5 separate regions of the Mus musculus genome follow, and regions 1, 3, 4 and 5 are each linked to region 2. A link is a contact called in public ChIA-PET, HiChIP or PLAC-seq and promoter capture Hi-C data. All regions are on one chromosome and are shown on one strand. Each heading gives the region's core, a stretch centred on a gene start, on an enhancer-like site or on the middle of the called end of the contact. The rest is flanking DNA. Distances are from core to core; before and after follow the strand shown.

Region 1 (3,668 bases), core at 1,105-3,604, 740 kb after region 2:
GCTGAGGAGGTCCAAGTATCCGCCTGCCTGATTGTAGCACTGGGCTCCACTTTTTACACGGATGCTGCAACTCTAAACTCAATGCCTTGTGCTTGCCTGGCAGAGACTTTACAGACAGCACCATTTCCCTCCAGCCCTCCTCCACCCCATTTTCTTTTTGAGACAGGATCTTACTATGGTCTGGAACTCTCAACCCTCCTGCCTCAGCCTCTCAACGCTAGGGGTACAGATTCAGGCAGGCTCCACTCTGCCTTCAGTTTTCAAGCCTGACTTCACCACCCAGGCCTTTCCCAGGTTTATTTACAATAAATCCTTTCTTTGTTTAAACAAGGAGAAGCTGGATACTCATTGCTTGTAGCCAGAAGAAGGTCTCAAAGCAACTAATTACCTCCCCGGGGTTTTTGTTGGGGCTAAGGGACATACAAGATAGGGTATACAGCCCTTGCCATAGTCCTAATGCTGTTAGTGATGTGTTTAAAATAACACGGGGTAGATGACATTTGGAAACTCTTCCTAGAAGAGTTCCAAGTCAAATGAGATCTTAGCCCTTCTCAGAAGATCCAGGTCTCTCTTCTCCCTGTTCCTTGTCCCTCTTCCACATAGACAACTGTGGAGCAGTGTTCAAATCTACATTTTCTTCTGGAGTAACCTGACTGGGAGGACGGGAATGGGGTCCCATCTCACTTTTCAGTTTTTAGTATTTTGCATTCAACTAAGTACATTCTTGATGATCAGTGCTGGAAATGGGACTTGGAAAGCATTATGAATAAAGGAAGTGATGTGACTGGCCAGCGTTTATTGAGCACATGCTGTGTTCTGAACACATCCCTAAGAGTTTTACTATTTAATGATTTAATCCTTGATATGTTATTATTCCTCCATTTTCCAAATGAGCAAACTGACACAGCCAATAAATAGCACAGCCAGGGTTTCATTTCAGGGAAATTGATCCAAGAGCCCTGCCACTTGGGCCTGCACGCTCTGACACCTCTCATGTTGAAGGTAGTTGATTAAATAGAGTTGGAGTTAAACCACTCACTGCTGGAGAGCAGCGGAACTCTGGGGTCATTTGATTCCAAGGCAAAATAAAAGTAGACACTGGACCAAAGCCCAGAGGTGATGGGGGTTTACATAACTACGCAGAGTTCCTGATTCCTAGCTGGAATCTTTTAGGCAAGGGCTCTGCCTTTCATGTAATAAGTATGTGCTTCAGCGTGCACAGCTTTGAGGTCTTAATTGGAAAAATCACTCCAAGTAGCAGCTGGTATTCCAAAGGGTATATATGCCAGGACGATCTAATCTGTTGCATCAAATAAAAAGAGGAGGGTGTTAATATCACAGGGTGTCTACTTATAGTTCAAAATTTAGCATAAACTTCTGTCCTCATAGAAGGCTTGCCTGGCCTTGGCTAAAGTCAAGTTTGCCTTTGAAAGCAAGACAAACTTCTGTTTAAGCAAGGTCAGTTGTAATTTTGTGTGTGTGTATACATATATATATGTATATATACATACACACATATATACATATATATATATACATATGTGATACACATAAACATGTGTAATCATACATATTCGTTTCACGTATGAATATCAAGTTGATGGTGACATCACTTTTACCTGCTACAGGTTCCTAGAGGACAGGTCCATGTCAGTTTTCCCCTGCTCGTGTTACCTATAGAGCATCGCAAGCTGCTACGTGGAGGAAAGAATGAACAATACAGGAATGATTAACCGCGGGAAAGGTGAACGATAACTCTGCGTATGTGATGCGCACGGGTGGGCCCCACCCACTTCAACAGCCTGAGATCTGAACAGGTTCTCAGGATTCTGCACCACTCACCAGACAGACCCTTCAGGAAAGTTATGCAAATATCCACTTTGGGAGGCTTAGACACGCATCCCCACCCCACCCCACCCCCCAAGAGTGGAATGAACCCCAAAAGGTGAGCAAGCAGTTTTCAAAGCATGCTTTCAACTCTGCCAGCCCCGCGTGTGTGTTTTCTTCTCCAGTGTTTCCAATTACTGTGGCACTCTCGGTATCCACATCCATCTCCAGCGCATTCCTCCGCAGCTCCTTGCCAGACATATGGGATCAATCAGTGAGCTTGTGAGGGAATGTTGACAGCATGACAGGCGAGGGGTTCTGGTGTCATGGAATCTCCAAGAGTCTTTAGCTGGATCCCAGGCAAGAGAGAGGGGGGAGGAGAGAGATAGAGGAGAGATAGGGAGAGGAGTGGGAAAAGGAAGGAGAGGACAGACAGAGAAGGAGGGAAGCGACTCTGACTTCACTGCCCCCTTCCTTCAAACATTTTATAGGCTTCGGGAGAGAGAAGGAGGAGGAGAGAAACCAAATAGCCGAGAGTCAGAGGAGCACATCCCTCCAGTCCCTCCCGAGTCCCCGAGCTGCCAGAGGAGTCTGGATCGTGTCCCCAGTGTCACATGCAAGGACGCTGAGGTTCGCGGTTGCTACCCCGGGTCCCCTCCGCTTAGTCCGGGAACCTTGGCGCCTCTCTGCGCGCTCGGGGACTGTCGCCTTGCACTCCCCGGGGCCACCGCTCGGTCCCCAGCGGGATGTGGTCGCGCCTGGCCTTTTGTTGCTGGGCTCTGGCACTGGTGTCAGGCTGGACCAACTTCCAGCCCGTGGCCCCTTCGCTCAACTTCAGCTTCCGCCTGTTCCCCGAGGCCTCTCCGGGGGCTCTGGGCAGACTGGCGGTACCTCCCGCGTCCAGTGAGGAGGAGGCAGCAGGGAGCAAAGTGGAGCGCCTGGGCCGCGCGTTCCGGAGCCGCGTGCGGCGACTGCGGGAGCTCAGCGGCAGCCTGGAGCTCGTCTTCCTGGTGGACGAGTCGTCCAGCGTGGGCCAAACCAACTTCCTCAACGAGCTCAAGTTCGTGCGCAAGCTGCTGTCCGACTTCCCCGTGGTGTCCACGGCCACGCGTGTGGCCATCGTCACCTTCTCATCCAAGAACAACGTGGTGGCGCGCGTGGATTACATCTCCACCAGCCGCGCGCACCAACACAAGTGCGCGCTACTCAGCCGCGAGATCCCGGCCATCACCTACCGCGGTGGTGGCACCTATACCAAGGGCGCCTTCCAGCAAGCCGCGGTAAGACCCCCACACACCCAGGCCAGCGGCCTGGGGCCCCTCCTGCCCACCGCTGCCAACCCCTTCTCTAGCCTGGTTCAGCTCCTGCAAGGCTTAAGGTGTCCAAGGGGAGCCAGCGTCCCAAGAAGCACAAATATGACCATTCTCCTGCTGCCCTAGTGAAGGTCCAGACTGAAATGGGTTTTTAAATGCTTAAGGAGGTGTCACATTTCTTAAAGGGTTCCTTGAGGGACCCTAGTAGGAAGGGACCTTTAAGCTCACTTAAGTTTGTGAGGAAACTGTTTATACAAGCTGAAACAGGTATGGTTAACAAATATTTGTGAAGATGGGACATGTAATGAGCTGAGGACAGTCCTAATTCTTTTTCATGACATAGACTTCGTAACTTTGCTTCCAGACTTTAATTGTTTACTAGTTTGTGATAGGCTCTCTCGTGTTTCCAAGACTGGTCTCCGACTTACAACACAGCAGAGCGTGTCCCTGAGTTATGATCCTCCTGCCTCCACCTCCCAAGCGCGGGGATGACAGCCATTGGCCACCATGACTTTATGTTCCAGGTCT
Region 2 (3,891 bases), core at 350-2,849:
CTGAGTCCTCTGGAAGAGCAACAGGTGCTCTGAACCTTAGAGCTTCTCTTGTAAGTCTAGTTGTCTTCAATCCACTCTTGAGCTGTAGCCAAAGGATTTCTCCTAATTCTCAAAAGCCGATCCTGTCATTTCCCTGCCTGGAAGCCCTTAACAGGGTCCACCAAGACCAAGTTCAAAGCAGAGGGCACAAAGAATAATCTTAAGATTTGCCTGGATACCTCATAGATCGACACTGCAGCCATACAGAAACCACACACAAAAAACCACACACAGAAATACCACACACAAACTCTCTCTGTCTTTTACACCAGCGAGATTCCCGCCCCCTCATCACTTGGAATGATGCCTTCCTACTCCTAACAATCCTTTGCTCATTCTTCCCAACAGGGCTCCTGGGTCTCAGGGGTGAAGAGCATTGCGGCTTTAGCAGAGGAACCCATAATCAATTCTATTCCTGTCACCTATATAGCAGCCCACAACCATCTGTAACTCCAGTTTCAGGGAATCCAACACTCTCTTTTCTGACAATCGCACAGTGCAGATATACATGCAGGCAAAACACTCATAAACACAAAATAAAACCAGGGCTGGATACTGCTCAGTGATAGAACACTTGCCTAGCATGTGGTTTCAACCCTCATTAACCCCCACCCCCACCCCCACCCCACCAGCGGTTGGGGGAACCTCACAGGAACCATATCAAAAACAAAAGCTCCGACTCTTCTCTGTTGACAGGCCACCACCATCGAGTGAAATTCCTTTTGATCTCTAAATGATCTTTTGCACACAGCCTAGCCTGTGCTGCTTGCATTCATTCATACCATAAATGACTGGGATCTATAAAGATGGGAATGGGCACTGTGGGGACAGGCCTGTAGAGATCACTTACATCTCAGAAATAGGACCCGAGATGTACCACTATTTGGCAGGATATACTAGCCTCTTATTGCAATTAACATAGCATTAACCATCCACCTCAGGACCCGACACCCAGCACGCGAGATGTCATTTATTTCTTTGCTAACCATCAGGCGCCCACCATGTCACCTGGCACCCCTTTGGGTACCTGGGACTCCGCAGTGACTGAGACATGCGCAGCTGCTTCAACAGAGGCTCTGTGAAAATGTGACGCAGGTACTGGTTCCCAACGCGTAGGAGAAAGTCAGCGGCAATTTACCCCACAGGTGTCAGCTGGCAAAGCCTGGAGACCTCCAGCTTATTAGGAACGCGGAGGAAGGACGATCCAGGTTTCTGATTGATACAGCCAGAGACGCTGTTCAACATCTAATAAAAGGATCAAACGCATACACATACATTCACGCGAGCAGACACACCAAAGAATTATATGGCTCAAAATACCAATGGTGGCGAAGTTTTCAAGACTTGAGCACAGGGTGGTATGGAAGGACGGGAAGGCGCGGTGCTGCTGAAGTGCACGCCCCCGCAGCTGCAGCTGCAGCGCAGCGCGCCTGGTGCGAGGGACGCTCTGGGTCCCAATCCGCCCAAGGCGTGCGCTCGGAGCCCACAACCCGCGCAGCCCCGAACCGAACGGCGGAAAGCACCAATACCTGCACCAGCATCCGCAGCCAGCTGCACCGCAATAAGCGTTCAGAACCTTGTCCCGCAGCAGCTGCGCGCGCAAGACTTCGGGACCCACTGCGCCTGCGCAAAGGCTAGGAACTACGATTCCCGGGGTCCGCTGGCCTGGATTTCAGAAACTCCAGTGCTTTCCATAGGCTATTATCTGGCCTGTTGCGCATGGTCACAGAAAAGCGTCTGGGGGGCTCAGCTGCTAAATTATTGCTGCGCCAGAGGCTTAGAGGCCTAGAACACACTTAGGTTTTTAGATCTAAGCAGTCCGGCATCCACAGTAACCTTAAATCTTCCTCAGCTTCTCCCAGCACCACTGTTCATTAGAATGCAAAGTTGCAAAAAATCCACTGAGGAAACATTAGGGATGCCTTTAATGTAAACCATAAGTAACACAGCAAAAACACTATACAAATGTCATCCTCTGGCTTCCACACCTGCCACCATGGTCCAAGGGCAAGCACCCTACACAAAGCTTTGCCTGCACTGTTGCAATAGCTTCTTCGTTTCCCCCCTTGTCCATCACTTATACCATGTCTAGGCAGATTATGTCCCTCCCAAGGAAGGACTGCTCAAAACGCTAGTATCTTAGTTACTTGCTCTTTTACTGTGATAAAATACCCTGACAAAGGCAACCAAGGAGGAAAGGGATTTATTTCAGCTCGCAGCTCAAGGTACGGTCCTCATGGCAGGGAAGTCAAGGCGTCAGGAGCCTGAGGCAGCTGGTCACGTGGCATCCACAACCATGAAGCAATGAGCTGTGGATGCATGCTGGTGCTCATGTCCCTTTCTCTACTTATACAATCTAGGATTTCCTGCCCGGGAAATGGTGCCACCCACAGCAGGCAATCAAGATAATCCCACATAGGCATGCCCATAGGCATGTCTACCAAGTGATTCTAGAGGTGGTTTAACTGATAATGGAAGATAGAGCCGTGGCATCCCAGTATCCCAGAGATGATAGTAGTACTGGAATGTGGAGACATACAGCAGCCATTGATGGGCAGGAGCAAGTTAACACAAGTGAGGCAGATCACATTTAGTAAAGATGACCACATCAGCATCTATATCTACTCTAGAAGATTGTCCTACAAGTATACTGCTGATGTAACTCCTTTGAGAGCAGTTTCTAGATTTTTGAAATTAGGGTGACGGCTCTTAGCTCATAAAGTCCAGAAATGGGCCGAGGGTGCTGTTTAATGGTACTGCAGCTGCCAAAGAGCATGAAGTTTGCTTCTGCGTTTGCTTCAGATGGAGGGTGGGGTGTTCATTTGAATGTTTAAAAGCAGGATCCATCCATCATACAACCCAAGTTTTTTTGTTTTGTTTTGTTTGTTTTTATTATTTTTAAAAGATTTTATTTATTTATTTTCTTACTTATTATATATATATATATATATATATATATATATATATATATATGATGAGTGCACTGTAGCTGTCTTCAGACACACCAGAAGAGGGCATTGGATCCCATTGCAGATGGTTGTGAACCACCATGTGGTTGCTGGGAATTGAACTCAGGACCTCTGGAAGAGCAGTCAGTGCTCTTATCCACTGAGCCATCTCTCCAGCCCTTGTTTTTAACTTATAACAAAGTGGAATTGTTATTATCTCCATACCCTGAATTTTAAATTCTCCTAACTAGAACAGATAGTGTGTACTCTTTATATAAAGATGGCTTCTTTCATTCACTATTATGCCTATGACATCTGTCAAAATTGTTGCTTATGGTTATGAACTAGCTGATCTCATTGCTGCATGGCATTCCCCTGTGATTAGTTATTTACATTAGTTTCCTGTTTATACAGCTCATAACTCAGCACCTGTTCTGCTACATGGATAGGGAAGGAAGTACATATGTATGCTTATGTGTGTCTTTGTAAAGGGCTGACTGGTTTTCTAAAGCCCTTCTAGAACAGTGGTTCCCAGCCTGTGGGTCAAGACCCCTTTAGGGTTGAACAACCATTTCATAGGGGTTGCCTAAAACCATCAGAAAACACAGATATATTATTATTCATAACAGTAGCAAAATTACAGTTATGAAGTAGCAATGAAAATGAATTTATGGTTGTGGGTCAGCACAACATGAGGAACTGTACTAAAGGGTGGCAATGTTAGGAAGGTTAAGGACCATTGAGCTAGATCAACCTGAAACTGAAAAGCCAAGGGCCTGCCTACTCCTCCCACCTATGTTACAGGAAAAAAAGATGTTGTTCCAGGAATCGTTCGTGAACCCCAAAGACCACCAAGGAGCCGTTTCTGATGTATTAGGGTTTCTTTATTACAAGCTTGGGCTTG
Region 3 (4,105 bases), core at 1,376-3,875, 680 kb before region 2:
CAACAAAAAAAAAAAACCAGCTAAATGGCAACTTCATTTTAAAGGCTAGTTGACACAAATTTTCTGCAAGGAGCATTTACTTGTTGTAAGGTTAAAAAAAATCAGGACAAAAATTAATTTATATGCCTTCAGACACCAACTGACTATATATATATATATATATATATATACACACACACACACACACACATATATAGCTACTCTGGAATGCTTCTGATTACACCATTATTAGTAATACAGAAAAAAATTAGTATTGACACACCAGTCAAAAAGAAATGAAAAGGCAAGGTATTATCTCTCAGGCAGCACAGATACAGGCACAAGGTGCCAGCACACCCTGGCACTGTTAACTTCTCCCCCACTTCACAGAGAAGCTTTGTTAGTCTTATCGCTGCCACTGACGGTCTAATAAATACATAAACAAGCAATTCAGCTTGCTAGCCTGTCTTCTTTAGTATTTCAACCAGTGCCAAAGAGCTGCAACTCTGACGCTGTTCTAGAACTCTCTGTTCCTGATAACAACAAACCCAATTCACGACTCCTCTTTAAGCTTTCTATAAGAGAGGCTGGAAAGGTTTAGGCCAGAGTGGACCAGAGCTACACACTAAGCTCTGTCCCTTTGTATAGTTTAAATCCATTTACCCAATCTAGACCGGAAGTCACAACAAAACCTGATCAACTATGGTAGAGGAAACTGCTTCTAGATATTCTAGATATCAAGTGTGTATAAATGTATATAGTCTGATAACTTATAAAAATTCGGTATACAATATCATTAATCTAATGTAACTGGGGCAAGAATCTAGGGTAAATTTTCCTCTCACAAAAAAGTCACTATTTTAAGCATATTAAATTCTTTTATGAAAAAAATAGGGTACTTGAATAAAAGTACATTGAATTGTATTTTTTCTTAAAATTTTAACAACTTAATAGAAATTTAAGGAGCTTTCATACCATAGTATTTTTCCCTTCAAATTTAGATTTTCTTTTTAAAGGAATCTTCCATTTTCTCCAAATGGCTGTTTAGTGCTCCTCAAAACTATTAAAAACAAAAACCATTTCCCGGTAACAGTCAGACTTATGTATGTCAATATGAATTCTCACAGTAGACAAAAATAAAGTTTCTAAAAGTGAGGAACAAACAGATTAACATAGTGCATAACCCAATACCTACATAGAAACGTGAGTCTGTGAAATGAATTTTATGAATGCTTAATGTACTTCATTTATTATTTGATCATTTATGAACACATAGCAACTGTTCACGAAGTAAGCCAGCTAATCAAATAAGAAAAAACAGAGCTACTACCTTCCACCTTTCAAAACACTATATCTAACGTACAACAACCCTACCCTTGGTTTGTACGCATGTAAGGAATAAATGTATCATGTAAAATAAGGAAATACCGCTGGGAAAAATCACTTCTAACATCACGTTCTCTTCATATGCTATGAAAAAAAAAAAAATCTCCTATCTTAAAACGGAAAACAAAGGTTTTAGCCTGCATGGAAAGACTATCATTGTTTTACTCTCTAATGCAAGCCCTACCATAAAAGCTGTCACTACATGACACTCCAATTAACTGTTTAGTAGGTAGACTACTCTATCGGTGATAATCCTAAGGACCACAAGAAAAAACTTTACTCCACAACTTCAAAACAATTTCTTTAAAAATATTAAAAAAAAAAAAAATCAGCCATGTTCGATTTTCTCCATTTAAGTCACTGCCTGACCTTTAACATTTTAAATTAAAGTCAGCCGTAAGAAAACCACAAACATTTTTTGTTTGTCTGTTTGTTTGTTTGTTTGTTTCATCTGATGTGTTTGTTGCTGGTCAGCTCAACCTCCTCTCTCCAGGACACTAGGTTTCTTGATCTATTTGATAACAAACCCAAATCACTGTGCGCAGCCTCAGATTGGGGGGAGCTTTTGGGAGAAAGCCCTCCTCCGTTAGAAACAATAAATAAGGGAGCAAAGCGCCGCACGTTCCTTTACACGCCCCACACGCACCTCCCGGTACCTCCGGACAACCAAGCTAGTCCGGCAGAGCCCCGAGGTGTCTCAGACTCTGCAACTAGCTAGGCAGACCGTTCCTCCTCCGTCCCGCCCTCCTGCCCAGCTCGGGGGACGCCGGCGCACCGACAGTCCCCGCCAAGACGCCGCCGGCCGCGAACCGGTGCGCGCCCCGCTCTGCGCCCGCAGACCCCTCCGCCCCTAGCGCCCTCCCGCCTCGCTGGCCCGGAGCAGACAAAAGGAAGGTTCTGAGGGTCACGGCGCGGCCGCCCACACACAAAGAGGCCCCGCGCCCGCGTGCTCCCCAGCCCCGCGCGGGCTCTCACCCACCTGCAGGTGTCTGTGCGTCTGTCCATAGGAACGCGGGCGGTGGGGCCTGCGGGAGCCCGGCGGCCCGAGCTGGACGGGGAGGGACGGCGGGACGGAGGGCGGCAGCACCACAGCCGGAGGCCCCGGGGCCGGAGTCGGTGAACCGGGAAGGGCGCCCCACGGGCTGCGCGGCGGGTGACGGCGGTGGTGCGATGAGAGGGGGGGGCGCAGGCGCCAGCCTGGCTCGGCCACCGGCGCGCGCCGCTCCGTGCGCCCCGGGCTCCGCGCGCCCGGCTTGGAGCGCGGGGGCGGGGCCGCGCGGGGCGGGGCCGGAGAGGGGCGGGGCGGGGGCTCGGACCCCAGCTTCAGCCGGCACCGGAAGCGCTCCTCAGGCGGCGGGACCTACAGGAAGTGTGTAGCGACGCCCGCGGAAGGCGCTCGACCCGCGGCGCTCGCTGCCCTGAGGGGGCGCGGGCCAAGCTCCTGTCAGCGACGCGAGCAGCCCGGAGCCGGCCGAGCTCGGCCCCCGTCGCTCCGACAGGTACAGAACCCACGCACGGTCTGTGCCACTTTCCACGCGTGTCCGCTGTCCTGGCCTCCGCGCACTTCAGCCTAAACACTTGAAGTAAGCAGAGCTTGATCGCGTTAGAGGTGTGTGACACCTCAGACAGAGTTGTGCCGGGTGGCCTGGGACCCGCAGTGTACTTACTCCATAGTGTCCTAATGTCCCACCGCATCGCATCCACACACACATCTAATAAACTGGAGTTCCCAGGGAAAAAAATAAAGAATAGTGCAAGGTGTTAAAGATTCTACACGCCTTAATAATTTATTTATTGCCTACCCATCAAACTTAATACCCTCATGACCTTAGGAAACTCTTTAATATGTCTTTTTTAGCAGTGGCTAAAAAAGTGGTTAAGAGCACTGGCTGCTCTTCCAGAACACCAAGTTGATTCCCGGCAGTATCTCACAACAGTCTGGAGTTCAGTCCCCGCGGTACGACAGAGCGGTGCAGACGTACATGCTGGCAAAACGACCACTAATAATAATAGTAGTAGTAATAGTAAAAAGAAGGAAGAAATGTATTGTCAGCTGACCTCTAGCTTCCACTGATTCAAAAGCTACAAATCTCATCAGTACCTGAAACTTGTAAATTTGGCCCACTTTGCTGTAATCCACCAACCTGCAGGCCTTGCCATTTGGTAATTGCCTTGATTTTATGACTTCCTTTTTTCTGTAAATAATAATAATAATAATAATAAAAGCTAATGTAACTACTTCCACAGTGGAGCATGTCTTCCAGGGTAATCTGAATCCATGTTGCTGGCCATCATTTGTATTTGGCTCAAGAGTAGACTCACTGAGCTCAGAGCTGTACTTTGGCATCTACACATTCATCCCACCCCAGGAGTGGGGCCGTTGTAACAGCTAAAACTCTCAGAGGTGCTCTGATACACAAGGCACTAAAAGCTACCTACACAGCATGGCACCACTGAGACAAGGCTGTGTGTTTAAAAACCCCTTTCATAGCACCTCCCAGATATGTCTGTGCCAAGCACTTAGTAAGTTGTTAATTCAGTTAGTCCTAGGAACGCTACAAAACTGGTGCTACTAACATTACTATTCTATAGAAAATTTGATACAAAATGTAATTTTTTTTATGTGTGTGGGGGTTGTTCTGCTTGCATGGATATCTCTGTGCCAGAGATGCCCTCGGTGCCTTCCCAGGCCAGTAGAGGGTGTCAAATGTCCTGGAACTGTAATTCCAGATGGGTGTGA
Region 4 (4,168 bases), core at 423-2,922, 640 kb before region 2:
GAACTCAGGACCTTCGGAAGAGCAGTCAGTGCTCTTAACCGCTGAGCCATTTCACCAGCCCCGTTTACATTCAATTCAAACCAAAATAAAACAAAAGAATAATAATGGAAGCAAAGATAGAATAAAACACCACCAAGAAAAAGATAACAAACAGCTGGAAATGACTTAATATCCAACAATTGGAAACAGGTTAAGTACATAATGGTCTTCAATAATAGTTTGCAACCATTAAAGAGGACAAGGACAGGCTCATGCCTTTAATCTCAACTCTGGGGAGGCAGAGGCAGGAGGAACTCCCTGAGTTCAAGACCAGCCTGGTCTACAGAGAGAGTTCCAGGATAGCTAGGGCACAGACAAACCTTGTCTCAAAACAACAACAACAAACAAAACAAGAGGACAAAGACAAGCTGTGTGTACTGGAAACCTAAGTATGTGCCAAGACATGTCAGGTAAAAACAGCAAGCCCAAAATGGAGTTTGCTACTATTTTCTAAAAAGAAGGTATCCCTGTAAGGTATACAAAATATGTTGATAAGTACAAAAAATACAAACAGAAAGAAACTGGAGTTTTAAAGAGACTTATACCCTTTTGAACTATTTAAGTCTTTTAGCTGTCTATATGTGTCAAACTAATTACAGAATGGGCTTAACTTGTCACTCTGCTTAAGATAAACTTTATAGAACATAGTGGACCTACCTGAGTTCAGCAGGAACCAAGGGCAAGAAGAATCGGGAAGAACATTGTTTAATGGGTATTTGTTTTGATTTTGTAAAGTCCTGGTGACTGGCTGCACAATTGTGTCTCTATATAAGTGGGCTTGGGGGAGGGGGTGTAGACAAGGTTCTAACTCTGTAGCGTTTGCTGACAGAGTGAGCCTAGCACACTCACTATGTAGACCAGAACAGCCTCGAATCAATAGATCTTCTGACCCTGCTTCTGAGTGCTGGCATTAAAAGCAGGCGCCACCGCACCTGGCTAGGCTGGGATAAATATACTTCATTTTTAAGTAAAATAAATAAATAAACCCCTTACCAGAAATGTTCGTATTGTAACATTTTAACTCGCTACTAACTTGAAAACCATTTTCAAAACACCATTCTTCTATTATTCTACAATCAAGCATACAAACAGAAAATCTGAAGTCACTGTCTCAAGCGACCTTTCGCCTAGAAGATGAAAGCAACATTGTCACCAGGCCAAGCTAAAGGCGAGATGGGGCTACAACGGGTCGTCGGGGACACCTACGCTCGCGACCTTTCCCCGTGGAGTATCTGACACCACTGCCCCTTGCAGTGTACAACTTTTGAGTCTCAGTAGTACAGAACTTTGGGTTCTCGTGCATGCGCAGGTCCCAGCGACTCTATCTTTCCGCGAACCGGTGTTCCAGAGCGCGCGGCTCTGGGTTGCGCCGGCGACCTGCCGACTGGCCCCTGACCCCATCCCACCCCCGTCCTCTTACCCAGTGTTGGGCAGCATGACCTTCGCAGTTCAGAGAACTTGGTGGCAGTGGAACAGCAGCGAGCTGTGAGTGACAGGCGAACTTTCTCTCCGCATTTAGCCGCGCCCCGGGCCCCGCCCCGAGACCCGCTCGGGGACCGGCCCTCCTACAAGACCGAGATCCTACAAGACCGAGAGCTTACAAGACGGTGTGCGCCTGCGCACACCGGGCACTGGGCGGTTCTTCCCGCAGTTCTACAAACGACACCCAGGAAACCAACGCTCTGCGCAGGCGCTTTGGAGTACACCTCCGCCCCGCCCCTTTCCCGAGTCTGTAGGTGACAATCAGTTTCTCCTGTGGGCCACTGGCGTGTCTAGAGCATCATTACTACGTAGGCTTTTCCTCCTCAGCCTAGGTTCGGCGCATCGACGGCTCCCAGCCAGCCAGATGGCGGATTGAGGGGCGCTCCGGGGACTGACTTGAGGGTGCTGGGCGTCGTTTTCCCCTGTCTGTCCCCGAGCCAAGGCGCTCTCTCCGAAGAACACTTGTAGACATCTGAAAAATGCTTTTTGCAGAAGCCGGTCACTCTCATTTTCGCTGCCACTGAATCTAAATTTAGCCTGACCTCCAGTGTCTGGAGACAGGAGTTTCTGGAAGAGATCTTTGCAAAGGTCTCCCGCAAGCGTTCATCGTATGATCCGGGCCACAGAAATCAAGGTTGGAGAAGGAATCCTCAGTCCTGGAATGAATGCCGGAATGAGGTCGAGTCTGGGATTCAGTTTCGTTCTTGGAGTTATACCTAACTGAGCTACCCAGGAAATGAAATTGTTTTGTATTTTGTAGCGGGAGAAAAAGATGCTAACGAGGTTGTTATCTAAAGCTTAGTTCAGAAAACAACTTAAGACAGGTAGGTATATACTCTCCTAATTGTCAAACTTGCTGGATCTTTTGGAAGAGCAGCCAGTGCTCAGACAAGAGAAACCTGCACATCAAATCCTACACTCTCCTGACCCTGCGCAGCTAGAGCAGTTATTACTCCCTCCCTCTCCCTGACGATACCCCCACCCCCGCGGGGGGTGGGGAAAGGCAAATGCCAGCCTTGAGAACAAAAGAAAAGCAGCATACCCTAGCCTCCACGTCACTTAAACTCGACCCCTTTTGATTAACAACCAACATTTCTCACAGTGCAGATGGCTCCTTGCTGTTGAAGGAAACCGAAGCCAATACCCTTGAAATGATAATAGCCCACTCTTAGACTATGAAAAAGAGACAAACGTTCCCAGACAGCTGTGGCCGGTTGTAAACATATCAGAAGCGGTTCTGATAGCACAAGTTACTCTTCCCAGGTCAGAAAGGTACCTTTTCAGCTACACGGTTCTGCCCTGCTGTCTGAACAAATGTTATCAGGTTTAAAGGACAGCATTCCTTTACCCTCTCCTATATTGCCAACACAAAAACCCGCTTGCGGGTTTTTTTCTTTATAAACCCCCTTTACTTAGGCCTGGGGGTTCACTCTTTCCTGTTCTGTCAGGAAGGTTGGTGGCCCAAGCTCGAGCTTAAATAAAGACCCTCATGCGATTACAGTGGGGTATGATTCCTGGTCCTCTCCTTGGGATTTTTACAATCTGGGCACAACACTCTTAACCAGGGAACCATCTCTCTAGCCCTAATTAAATATTCAAATAAAAACGTATTATTAAACTGTGGCTGTTTACCCTTTTATCACCTTGACCATTAGCTATTGACACGTGAGTTTGTAACCTATAATAATGATTATTGATGATTCTAGAAGAGTGTACTTATTCAACAAATATTAGTACCTCTTAAGTGAGAAGAAACAGCAGGTAGAAAGGAACAAAATCTCTGTCCTTACCTAGGAGGTGTGAGTAGCCAGTTTGTCTTTGTAAATTCCAAATGTTTCAGAGAGATATGGACAGTTTAAAATGTTCCTTTGGCCCTTGACTGCTTTTACTGAATGGTCTGTATATTTGTCTGGTAGCAGTGAATTCTTTGGCTGAGAAGCACCTGAAAAATGTTCAACATCCTTAATCATCAGGGGAATGCAAACCAAAACAACCCTGAGATTCCACCTCACACCAGTCAGAATGGCTAAGTTCAAAAATTCAGGTGACAGCAGATGCTAGCAAGGATGTGGAGAAATGTGGGGCGTGGGTGTAGGGAAAGAGGGGCGAGGGAGAGAGCCCGCCTCGAACCAGAGTTCCTGTGTTCTGGGCGGGCAGATGGGCGGGCAGATGGGGGAGGACTGCCGTACCCTTTCCACGTGGCCCTGCATGGGTGTCTGGCTGTGTGGAGCCACTGATCCCAGCTAGGCGGGTGGTGGACAAGGGGCAGCCCCCATACCAGGTTCTCAGTCTCCGGCATCCCACACTGGATACAGCAGAGGAGATGAGAAAAGAATAGGGGCCCCAGGACAACACTCTCAGCCCCAGGGATACAAGAAGAGGGCAGAGGGAGAGAGGTTCCCACGCAGGCGAGTGTCCTTAGTCCAGTCCGTGGCTGGAGCACAGGAAGGCCGTCTGACGTGAAATTAGGCACAGTTCGTTAGGAGAGAGCCTATCCCATCATCCAAGCACAGTGAGCCTTGGTGAACAGAGACAGTCTATGGTTTTAGAGCTTTATTGTAGAAAGGCAGGGAGAAAGGAGAGAAGGTGGAAAGAGAGAGGGAGAGAGAGACCAGCCATGGCCAAGAGGAGGGAAGGGGGAAAGAGA
Region 5 (4,068 bases), core at 900-3,399, 610 kb before region 2:
TATCTTCTTTTGGCCTCTCCACAAGCACTTCATTCACATATGCACATACTAACACATTTAATATACGTAATTAAAAAAAATTGCTGGGCATGCTGCTGCACACTTTTAATTCCAGCACTTGGGATCTCTGTGAGTTCAAGGTCAGACTGCGCTACAAAGTGAATTCTAGGACAGTTAGAGCTGTTACACAGTCATTATTTTAAAAACCTTGTAAATTGGCATATTGGTTTTAGAATTACCTTCATGGTATTTATCAAATTTGATGTGCTTATACCCTTTGTTCTGGAATTCTATCTATAATATTATATTCCATAGATGTAACCATATGTGGTCATAGCTATGTGATGTTTTGTGTGGCATTGTTAATTATTTTGAATAGCTACAAATAATTTAGGCATCCACTATTTTGGAAAAAAACTTAAATAAAATATGGCACATTAAATCATGAAGTACTATGGGGTATTAAAATGAAGTAAATTAAAATATTGTAATTAAAAATAGTTAAAGTAGGCAGGCATATGTCAAAGTTCAAGGCCAGCCTGGTCTACAGAGTAAGTTTCAGGACAGCCAGGGCTACACAGAGATCTCAACCCTATCTTGAAAAACCAAGCAACTAACTAAAAACAAACACAAACAAACAAACAGGGAAATTTATTATAAAATATACCTCAAATACAGCAATAGAACACTCCATCGGCTGCTTCTCTCTCCCTTCCTCTTCTCTCTCCCTTCCTCTTCTCTCCTCTCCCTTCTTCTCCTGAGTGAGTGCTGGGATTAAAGTCATGTGCTATCACCACCTGGTCCGCTGCTTTTCTCTGACATTTTATTATTACTTTATTTTTCTGTGACCTAGGATGGCCTGAAACATACTATGTAGCTCAAGGTAGCCTTAAACTCAGGTAGGAATTATAGGCACAGTTATGTGCCTATATACCAAGTTGCTATTTTAAAATCCCATGTGGCAATGTAGGGTGGAAATGTTTCTAAACTTAATGTTTAGATTTAACATACAAAATGTTTTTTGACATCTTCTTGAAAAGGGGAACTGAAATTTCTTTAAAAATGACCTTCCTGAATTGCAAGCTGGTTATACTTTTTTTTTTTTTTTTTTTTAAAGAAGTGTCTACTTATTTTAAAGTAGGTAATCAGGAAAGAGATTGAAGTTGTTACTTCCTTTGAAATGGTGTGGGCAGACTTTGAAGACATGGCTTAAATGGCTCAAATTTCAATGATCTGTGAATTGAAAAAGCATTCCGTTCGTTCAGAAGTAGATGTGCTTTGAAAGAGGGGGAACGTGTGTTCTCACTAGTTATACACATTATATGTACTAAATAGCTGTTTTACGTTTTACGTGTAACTTGGTTTTGCTCATACTAGAGGAAAGGGTTTTGGTGCAAACAAAACATTTTCTGGCTGTGAAATTTCGGAGATCTCTCGCGTACCTGGGAAAACATTAATCCTTTCCAATCAGGCTCCCCCAGCCCCGCCCCGCGGAAGGATGAATAAATAAACTTATAAAATACTGGCATTGTAATGGCCATTAAATAGCTATGCAATGAAAGTTTCTTTTAGTATTTGATTGTTGGGTAGAAAAGCACTCAGATTAAAACCGTGTGAAAGTGAAGATGGACTTCAGTCCTGGGCAGTCTCATCTACTTCATTTCTTTCCCAACCACACCTATCCGTCCAGTGCAGGTCTCGGAGGTCAGGGTCTGGCGGACAGGCTACCGTCGCTGCTCTCAGGTCCGGAAAGACCACTGTCCACCCCTGCCCCGTGGACGTCGCGCGGGTCCCCTGCCGTGCTGCCAGCAGTGTCGCCCGCCAGTAGTAACTCTGCTCTGCTTCAAAAGTTCCCTGGGGTCCCCAGGCTTTTCTAGCCAGCACCGTTCAGGGCCCTAAGCCTGAGTCCCGGGAGCCGGAAGGCCCGCGGGCTTGTAGGAGGGCGAGTCGCGAAGCGGGAAGCACAAGGCGCGCGTTCCCGCGAACGCAGGCGCGACGCTGGGCGGGGGGCGCGCACGCGCGCGGAGGCATGGGCGGGGGTGGTGGTGTCGGGGCGGGGCAAAGAGGCGAAGGCGGGAAGAGGGCGCCCTGGAGTCCAGCCGAGCCCCGGGAGGGCGTCGACGCCGAGGGGGCGGGGCCAGGCGAGGCGGGAACGCGCTCGCGGGCCGGGAGGGCGGGGGCGCGGCGCTGGCGAGAGCGTGCCCGGTCCCCGCCCCTGTTTCCCACTCTTCCTTCCACCTCTGACCGGCCGGAGCTGCGGAGCGGCTCCGCTCGCTGGTTTCCCGGAGCCGCCGCCCGCTTTCTCCGCCCGCGGTGAGCCCGTCAATCCCCGCACAACGCGCTCCTCCATCTGGGCCATGGATGGGTAAGTGCCGGGTGGCCGTTCCGGGGCTGCGCTGGCCTCGTTTCCTCTCGGCGACGCGTCCCGCCGAGGCCGGGGAGCAGGGCGCGACGCCGGCTAGCGGAGGAGCGGCCCGGGGCTAAGCCCGACGGCAGGGACCTTGGGAGCGCGGGGGTCTGTCCGCCGCGGTCTCCGCTTCCTGCGCGCGGCGCCCCCGTCACGTCCGCCCCTCGCAGCCTCGGGGCGCCTTCGGGAAGCAGAGACGAGCCAGGGCCGGGGTGCCGGGCCGGACTCCCCACACTTCCTCTCAGAAAATGGTGCGCGGCGCTGGCGGGGGCGGAGGCTGAGGCGGCCGCGGCGCTCGGGGAGTTGCTGTTTACCGGTGGGGTGGGGCGCGCGGCGGAGCTTTCCCCCGGCGGCGGGCCCGGGCGAGCGGCGACAGCCGTCTGGGCGGCGACCGGGTCTCGAACTGCGGGCCCGTGCGGGTCTCGGAACCGGCGGGGTCTCCCGATTTGGGCTGTGAGATACGTTAACCACTTCTAAATACCGAGCGTCTGCACTTTATCACCAGGGACGCTTCCTCTTCGTTCCCCACCCCCAAGAAACTTCGTGAATTCGCCTCGGGCGATGTCAGATATTGTGTAAGTGTAGATTTCCGGGCGCTTTCAACTGCTCGGTTTAAATGGGGTCTGTGACTAAAAGGGGGAAAAAAAAAAGAAAAAAGAAAAAAAAAAAAAGATTTACAGTCACCTTTTCCGAGCTCGTAATTTCTCTGGGAACTCTGGAACATGGGGCAGGACCTGATGTATTTTAATAAAAAGCGTGAATTGAGGGTCATATAGTCAAGATTAAAAAAAACCACCAACAACTCCAAGTCAATTAGAAATTCCACCTTTTATTTATTTAAACCTTTGCCGTTTGAGTTGTTCCTTAACCCCCTCCCCCGCCGACTTTTGTTGACAAGGATTCTATAAACTGCGGAATGGTGGAGCATATAACTTGTTTGAAAAGTAAAATACATTTAGTAACTTGCCGCGTAGTTGATCATACGTGTTTAAGTGAGGACACTAGAATTTTACAATTTTTGCCCTCGTTAGGTTTCGTTTATCTTAATTTCACAATATTGTGATATATGGTTTATCTCATTTGAATGCAGATTGCACACTGCTGCAGATATCAAAGTGCAATTTTAGATTTTGATTTATGGTTGTGATGCTCTTTAAAGTATTTTTATTTAATGGGAGCTACTTTGCGAGCGAACGCTTCACCTTGAGCATTGGCTTCTCATTACCCGACTCTGATTCATTTTACGTGTGAAATAACTTTCAGTGATTTATGCCATAAGTGCCATTATATCAGTTCAGGAAGGGCTATGAAGTGTTCGTCTTCAGAAGGTTCAACTTCGGGTGTGGGGAAACAAGTTAGCTTTTTGTGTGGTGAGATTTAAAGGGCTTGACTGTTCGCTTCTTCACTGTGAAGTGCAAGCTCCTCCCCCACAGCGCAATGGTGGGGGGCAAGGGTGACTAGGAATAGTCACCCTTATTCAGCATCTACGGTTTATCTGATCCAGAACAGAGAATCCATAGGCTTTTAGTGAGCATTTGCTACTTACTACATCTTGTTAAAAATTACCTTTTTAGTTGGCTTACAAAGTAACAGGTTTTAAAATGTTTCACATAGACACACACACACCACCTCATTCATTCTGCTCATACTTCTCTGCCCTA

What was found. Promoter capture Hi-C pulls out the DNA fragments that hold promoters and counts their contacts. ChIA-PET counts read pairs in DNA pulled down with a chosen protein or histone mark. HiChIP or PLAC-seq counts read pairs in DNA pulled down with a chosen protein or histone mark.
Region 1: a contact with region 2 is called in a promoter capture Hi-C map of embryonic stem cells, with 3 times the contacts expected there. The contact joins the promoter of Svep1 here to the promoter of Zkscan16 in region 2. A contact is called at or near these places in 1 of 39 promoter capture datasets (embryonic stem cells) and 2 of 115 datasets of contacts at active chromatin or transcription factors (the NIH/3T3 cell line and embryonic limb bud).
Region 3: a contact with region 2 is called in an RNA polymerase II ChIA-PET map of memory CD8 T cells, with 5 times the contacts expected there. The contact joins the promoter of E130308A19Rik here to the promoter of Zkscan16 in region 2. A contact is called at or near these places in 1 of 115 datasets of contacts at active chromatin or transcription factors (memory CD8 T cells) and 1 of 9 other capture datasets (adipose tissue).
Region 4: a contact with region 2 is called in an H3K4me3 HiChIP or PLAC-seq map of bone marrow-derived macrophages, with 3 times the contacts expected there. The contact joins the promoter of Hsdl2 here to the promoter of Zkscan16 in region 2. A contact is called at or near these places in 5 of 39 promoter capture datasets (the C10 cell line, hippocampal neurons, liver and 1 more), 3 of 115 datasets of contacts at active chromatin or transcription factors (bone marrow-derived macrophages, large pre-B cells and pro-B cells) and 2 of 9 other capture datasets (liver and macrophages).
Region 5: a promoter capture Hi-C map of pre-B cells shows a contact between it and region 2. The contact joins the promoter of Ptbp3 here to the promoter of Zkscan16 in region 2. A contact is called at or near these places in 3 of 39 promoter capture datasets (the C10 cell line, embryonic stem cells and pre-B cells), 2 of 115 datasets of contacts at active chromatin or transcription factors (large pre-B cells and pro-B cells) and 1 of 9 other capture datasets (pancreatic islet).

What each region holds. Positions count from the first base shown.
Region 1 is chr4:58,205,282-58,208,949 of GRCm38.p6, reverse strand. Svep1 (sushi, von Willebrand factor type A, EGF and pentraxin domain containing 1) reads left to right here and starts at 2,354. Exons shown (of 48, transcript NM_022814.2): 1 at 2,354-3,107. The coding sequence starts at 2,574.
Region 2 is chr4:58,941,336-58,945,226 of GRCm38.p6, reverse strand. It overlaps Zkscan16 (zinc finger with KRAB and SCAN domains 16), which reads right to left and starts at 1,599. Exons shown (of 6, transcript NM_001099323.3): 1 at 1,569-1,599.
Region 3 is chr4:59,624,731-59,628,835 of GRCm38.p6, reverse strand. It overlaps E130308A19Rik (RIKEN cDNA E130308A19 gene), which reads right to left and starts at 2,625. Exons shown (of 4, transcript NM_001015681.2): 1 at 2,345-2,625.
Region 4 is chr4:59,579,067-59,583,234 of GRCm38.p6, reverse strand. It overlaps Hsdl2 (hydroxysteroid dehydrogenase like 2), which reads right to left and starts at 1,672. Exons shown (of 11, transcript NM_024255.3): 1 at 1,460-1,672. The coding sequence starts at 1,476.
Region 5 is chr4:59,547,445-59,551,512 of GRCm38.p6, reverse strand. Ptbp3 (polypyrimidine tract binding protein 3) reads left to right here and starts at 2,149. Exons shown (of 14, transcript NM_178164.3): 1 at 2,149-2,365.